2 separate regions of the Sus scrofa genome follow, and region 1 is linked to region 2. A link is a contact called in public HiChIP or PLAC-seq data. All regions are on one chromosome and are shown on one strand. Each heading gives the region's core, a stretch centred on a gene start, on an enhancer-like site or on the middle of the called end of the contact. The rest is flanking DNA. Distances are from core to core; before and after follow the strand shown.

The links. HiChIP or PLAC-seq counts read pairs in DNA pulled down with a chosen protein or histone mark.
Region 1: a contact with region 2 is called in an H3K27ac HiChIP or PLAC-seq map of alveolar macrophages. The contact joins the promoter of SLC25A19 here to the promoter of GRB2 in region 2. A contact is called at or near these places in 2 of 5 promoter capture datasets (fetal liver and liver), 9 of 47 Hi-C or Micro-C datasets (embryonic fibroblasts, epiblast stem cells, heart right ventricle and 2 more) and 2 of 2 datasets of contacts at active chromatin or transcription factors (alveolar macrophages and skeletal muscle).

What each region holds. Positions count from the first base shown.
Region 1 is chr12:6,032,239-6,034,938 of Sscrofa11.1, reverse strand. SLC25A19 (solute carrier family 25 member 19) reads right to left here and starts at 1,278. Exons shown (of 8, transcript NM_001164514.1): 1 at 1,203-1,278; 2 at 678-731. LOC102165522 (a long non-coding RNA gene) reads left to right here and starts at 1,293. Exons shown (of 3, transcript XR_002336994.1): 1 at 1,293-1,394.
Region 2 is chr12:5,939,459-5,942,432 of Sscrofa11.1, reverse strand. It overlaps GRB2 (growth factor receptor bound protein 2), which reads right to left and starts at 1,710. Exons shown (of 6, transcript NM_001137628.1): 1 at 1,580-1,710.

The DNA of each region.
Region 1 (2,700 bases), core at 29-2,528, 93 kb before region 2:
TCAAGAAGGGGGCATTTCTATAAGTAGGCGTTCTGTATAGCTGGACATAATCTTACACCTCAAATCAAGAAGCCTGAGTTCAGGGAGTTCCTGCTGTGGCTCAGTGGATTAAGAATCCTACTAGGATCCATGAGGATGCGGGTTCGATCCCTGGCCTCACTCAGTGGGTTAAGGATCCCACATTGCTGTGAGCTGTGGTGTAGATTCACAGCTGCAGTTCCAATTTGACCTCTAGCCTGGGAACCTCTATATGCTATGGGTGTGGTCCTAAGAATAAATAAATAAATAGAAAACTACTTTATAAGAAAAAAAAAGAAGGGAGTTCCCTTCATGACTCAGCAGAGACAAATCTGACCAGCATCCATGAGGACAAAGGTTCAATCCCCGACCTTGCTCAGTGGGTTAAAGATCTGCCATTGCTTTGAGCTGAGGTGTAGGTCACAGACTCGGCTCAGATCCTGCGTTGCTGTGACTGTGGTGTAGGCCCGTGGCTATATCTCAGATTGGACCCCTAGCAGGTTTCATTTTCTTCTGGAAAATGGTAATGATGGTGGCCCTGCCTAGCCAGATTCCTGGAAGGAACATCCAAGATATCATGTGTGATAAGCTCTGTAAGAAAGGTAAAATTTTTTTACACGTGAAAGGGCTTGTAAATCACAATTCAGTAGTGGCCTTACTTTTTCTGCGGGTTCAAAATTTCCTTCTTGTACCAAAAAGCCTTGATATTTAATCTGAAGAGACAAGATAAAAAATGAAATATGATTACATGTATGATACAATTCAGTATTCAGAAGATAGGGAGCCGCTGGTGTCTCCCTTAGCCACTCCCCTTTTACTACTGCAGCAGCTATGCAGGTCTCCCGCGGTGAGCGTGTGTGCCCCTGGGCTCAGCTGAGAGTCTCTGCAGATGTGCCCACGTGTGGACACAGATGTCCACGTGTGCCTTTGAGCGTGTTTTTTCTCTCCGAGTCAGAGAAGACACCCGCGAGGTGGGCTCCCGCGTGTAGAAGTGCCCGGGGCGTGTCCAGGATTTTGCTCCCTGCGTCCCTGAAGATGCTTCTCACGTCAGACGTGACACGTGTGGGTACAGTCCCAGCCCCCGCGTGAGTACTTGCGCGTGTGGGCCCCTCCCGGGGAGCAGGGGAGCGACGGTGCAGGTCCCCGAGAAAAGTGCCAGGAGGGAGGAGGTAAAGGTCACTCACCCAGCTCAGAGGGCGCGGCAGAACTCTCCGCGCTCTTCTCTCCCTCCCTTCTCGCGCACGCTAACAGCAAAATTTAACTGCTCTTGGCAGGAACCGACGGGCTTCGGGACCAATCACCGCGCAGCTTCCGACAGACGCTGAACCAATGGTTGCAAGCCGCCCCTGGACCAACGCCTCTCAAGTTACCTCTGGGTAATGTAGTCCTTCGCTACCAAGGTTGTTTTCACCGCCCCCTTACCCCGCGAGGCGCAGAGCCTCCTGGGAGATGTAGTCCCTCGGCGCACGCGTGCGCAAATATAACCCACGCGTTGGAAGGAGGCGGGTCCCAAGCCAGACTGCGTACTTGGAGGTCGCGGTGCAAAGTGGCCCGCGCTTTAGATCAGCCTGCTGGCCGGCGGAAGTTTAGGGCGTTCTGGACTTGACCTCCTTTCCTCAAAACCGTCGTAGTTCCAGAATCCGGATAATCTAAACTTGGAAAAGATGGCGGGAAGCTTAATCAAAGCCTGGAGGCCATGGAGGAGGGAATAGATGAGTTTTTAAGTCCAAGATGGGGACGGCAAAAATACAGAGGTTTTGTTTGCCCTTAGGAAAATAAAAATACATAGACATATTACAGAAAATGTAGAAATAAAGGGGAAATGACTCATCCTACCTTTCTTACGCAAATAGCATCAGCGTTTTGCAGGACAGTATTTCTTCCTGATTTTTAAATAAATTGTTTTTTACATTAGTGCAATCATTTTGACGCACAATATCTATTTTTAATTTTTTTTTTCTTTTGTCCTGTGGCCTACGGAAGTTCCCGGACCAGGGATCGAATCCGAACCTCAGCTGTGACCTAAATCTCAGCTGTGGCAACACTGGATTCTTAACACCTTTTGGCACTGCAGGATCTCCTTTATTGCACAATTTAAAATCTTTTCATGCATATGCAGTAGTAGAGAGACCAGCTCAATGAGCCACCATATAGTCATTACTGAACTTCAGCAATTAACCAACCCTTGGTCAGTCTCATTTCCTCTATACCAGCAGCTATGTGCCACTGGTGCGGAGTCCAGACTCAATTTATTGGCCTCACTGCAGGACAAGCCAATAAATTGGAAGAGGAAAATTAAAAAAAAAAAAAATGAAAGAGGAGTTTTGGGGGCAAGGAATAATGACTTTATTGAGAATGCCAGCAGACTGAGAAGATGGTGGACTCTTGTCCCAAAGAACTGTCTGGCCTGGGTTAGAATTCCGGCTTCTTTTATGAGGGAGTCACACAGTTCCTGGTTCCAGTCAGCCTCAGAAGGGATGTGTTAATTTATTCTTTCCTGCAGTCACACAGATGGGCCTGGTCAGGAGGTTTCCTGGGAGCTGAACAAAGCAATTTTTTCTTTTTTCTTTTTTTGGCTTTTAGGGCCGCACCCATGGCATATGGAAGTTCCCAGACTAGGGGTCGACTCAGAGCTTCAGCTGCCAGCCTACGCCATAGCCACAGCAGCTCAGGATCCAAGCC
Region 2 (2,974 bases), core at 461-2,960:
CAAGCTTTAATTAATTCATCAGTAGTCTAAATAAATTCTATTCCCTTAAATGGTTCAAGCTCTCTTGATTGTAATATAGGTGTCTATGGTTGGTTTTCATTTTTTAAGTCGCCTCCCCCGCTAAAAGCCAAAAAGAAGGCATATGAGCCCCAAATTGACCCAATCTTCCTTACTAACATAAGAGAGACATAGAAAAACCTGAGCAGGCACAAAAATGCGATCTAAAAGTGAAAAAAAACAACTAAAACACAAAAACACCAGCAAGCTACACTTGTGATCTAGTGCAGTATTAGTGCAGTATTGGTTACGGCTGAACTCAATCCTTTGAGCCTCCCAGCTCCCAGGGGGAGACCTTAAGTCTCGCACAGCTCTCTAGCAACCCTTCTGGCTGACTGAAGAAACACAGTGGACGCTTCACAGCAAAGGATAAAGCAGGGAAGAGGGCATCATCTTTCCGGGAGAGAAACGGAATCTTTAAATGAGGGAGAAAAACGAACGGGCGAAAGAGCAGAAACCTCAAAAAATTATGCCAAAAGGGACAATAAGGAGGAAGGGGAAGTAGATTAGACTAAAAGGGGGGAGGGGGCAAGTGACTTGCATTATACGGAGTAAGCATTTCGTGGCCGCAGAAGACAAGGGAGAAGTTTAGAAAGGCAGCAACTGTGGAGTGCAAAGTGAACAGAGGGACTAGAAAGCCCAGAAGACTAAAGCGAATTTCTCTAGTGCGCCTTTCTTTTCCACCCTCTTCTGAGACTCAAGAGTAGCAAAAGACAGAACCCGCGAGGGCACTTCGGCTCTTCTGCAAAGTATACTTTTGCTGCATCTGAAGCCAGCCTAGGTGAACTCCCTAAATAAGCTGTTAACTAGCATGGCTTTACAATCCTATACACAGAGAGAGCTGCAAATGAAAAGTGCCAGCGATTCTCTGCCCTCGATCACGGAAATCTTTCTTCGGAGCATTCCGATTAACTGCTGCTTACTTTTCTTAACAAATGTTTTTAGGGAAGCAGTCAAAAAAAAAAAAAAAGCGCAATAAAAGTAAAGGTATTTCTACTGGCTCCGGTAACAAACGTCCTCGCTCACAGTATTAATAGGGTTGGTGGGTTTCCTCCCAAAATTCGGCCCCCAAACACCAGGAGTTGGTGACGTGGTGGCCGTATAGGTCGAAGGAGCATCAATCACCATATTTGCAACCCGCCTCGAATCCCCCGCCTCCCGGGCCAAGTCACACTGACTCACAGAATGATTACCCTGTGTTCTCGGGCTTCTCCGGGTCCCCCCTGTGCAAACCTTCACGAAGAAAGCATAAAATTAAATCAGGAGCCCCCAGCCTCTCGTCCAGGGCTCTGTTCCAAGCCAAGGGTACTGAGAGGACGGTCCCCGGGAAGGAAGCGCCCCAAAAGGGGAAACATGGAGCCCGGAGCCCGGGCGCTCCGCTCCCCGCCCGGAGCCTCGCACTCCCGACCCCCAGGCCCGGCAGCCCACGGTACCCTGGGCCCGGTCCCCCGGGGCCGACTCCCGCGACGAAGCGGGGAGGAAGCAGCACGCGAGCAGCGCCGTCGCCGCCAGCCACACTCACCGTGGCGCAGCTGCTCCGCTCCACGCCCGGCCGGCCCCTCTGCAGCGGTGCGAGCGGCCGCAGACCCCTCTGCTGCTCCCCGAGGGCAGCGCCTATTCTCGCCGCCGTCACCGCCACAGTCTTCGTCGTCGCCGCCGCGGTCCGGTAGCTGAAGCAGCACAGCCGCCTCGCTTCCGCTCCTGGTCGGGGTCCCGCGAGAACTTCCCTGTGCGGCCCCGCCCCGCCCCGCCCCCGCGAGACTTCCCCCGGCGGAAAAGGCCCAGAGCGCAAGCGCTCCTCCTCCGCCAGGCCCCCCGCAGGTAGATCAGCTACAGGCCAGAGCGCAGGCGCCAGGCCGCCCCGCAGCAGGTGGCACCGACAGGGCTCCACCCCTGGGTCGCCGTAACCCTTTCGGTGCCAGAGCGGGTCAATTACAACTCACCTCCGAAAGAAAGGACTTTTTTTTTTTTATGCCCCACATTTGCATGATTCAATTGTCATATTACTTTTGATGGCCGATATCAACTTATTTTTTTTTTATTTCTCCACTGTACAGCAAGGGGGTCAGGTTATCCTTACATGTATACATTACAATTACATTTTTCCCCCAGCCAAGAAAGGACTTTTATGCACACCCTAATCACTTCGTTTTCCCCTTCCACCAACCCAGTTTGGCGGGGTTGGGGGGGAATCTCCCTCCCACGTGAAGCAAGCCAAATAGAGGATCAGGTCTGGAAATATTTGAGAATCTGGTCCAAACAAACTCTGCTGCGTTAGGTGAATGAACATATTCGTTCGCTCATCGATTGAACCAAGTGCCTAGTACATTCTAAGCACTGTGTCAAGTATAGAGGGTCCAACTAAGAACAGAAATCCGGGCCCTTTCTGCACAGAAACGAATTCAAGATCTATAGGAGGGAAAGAACAAATAATACCATAAGTACGGTCAGAATTATTTGGAGAAGGCTGAGGAGAGGCGAGGGGTCGCCGCTCCTCCCATCTCAGAAAAGCGTTCTCGGAGAACGCTGTGGCGTTATCTGAGCTGTCTTGGAGGATGAGTAGGAGTTTGCCAGAGAAGCCATTGCAAGGGCATTCCAGGCAAAGGGAACAGCACGCACGTACGAGGGAACGGAGGCGTGGGCATCGTGTTCCCTGCAACGCGAAGTAGTTTGATTCCTGTATGAGGCGGGGTGAGTTACCTGGTAGTGGCAGAAGATGAGGCTTGGAGGAGTAACTCTTATTTTTCAGTCCCAATCAAAGGAGAGAACAGAGCATCTGACGGTGATGTGAATTCCGGAAGCCACCAAAAGAGCAAGATATAAAAATTAAGAAACGTGGGAGTTCCTGTCCTGGCACAGTGGTGAATGAATCTGACTAGGAACCATGAGGCTGCGGGTTCGATCCCTGGCCTTGCTC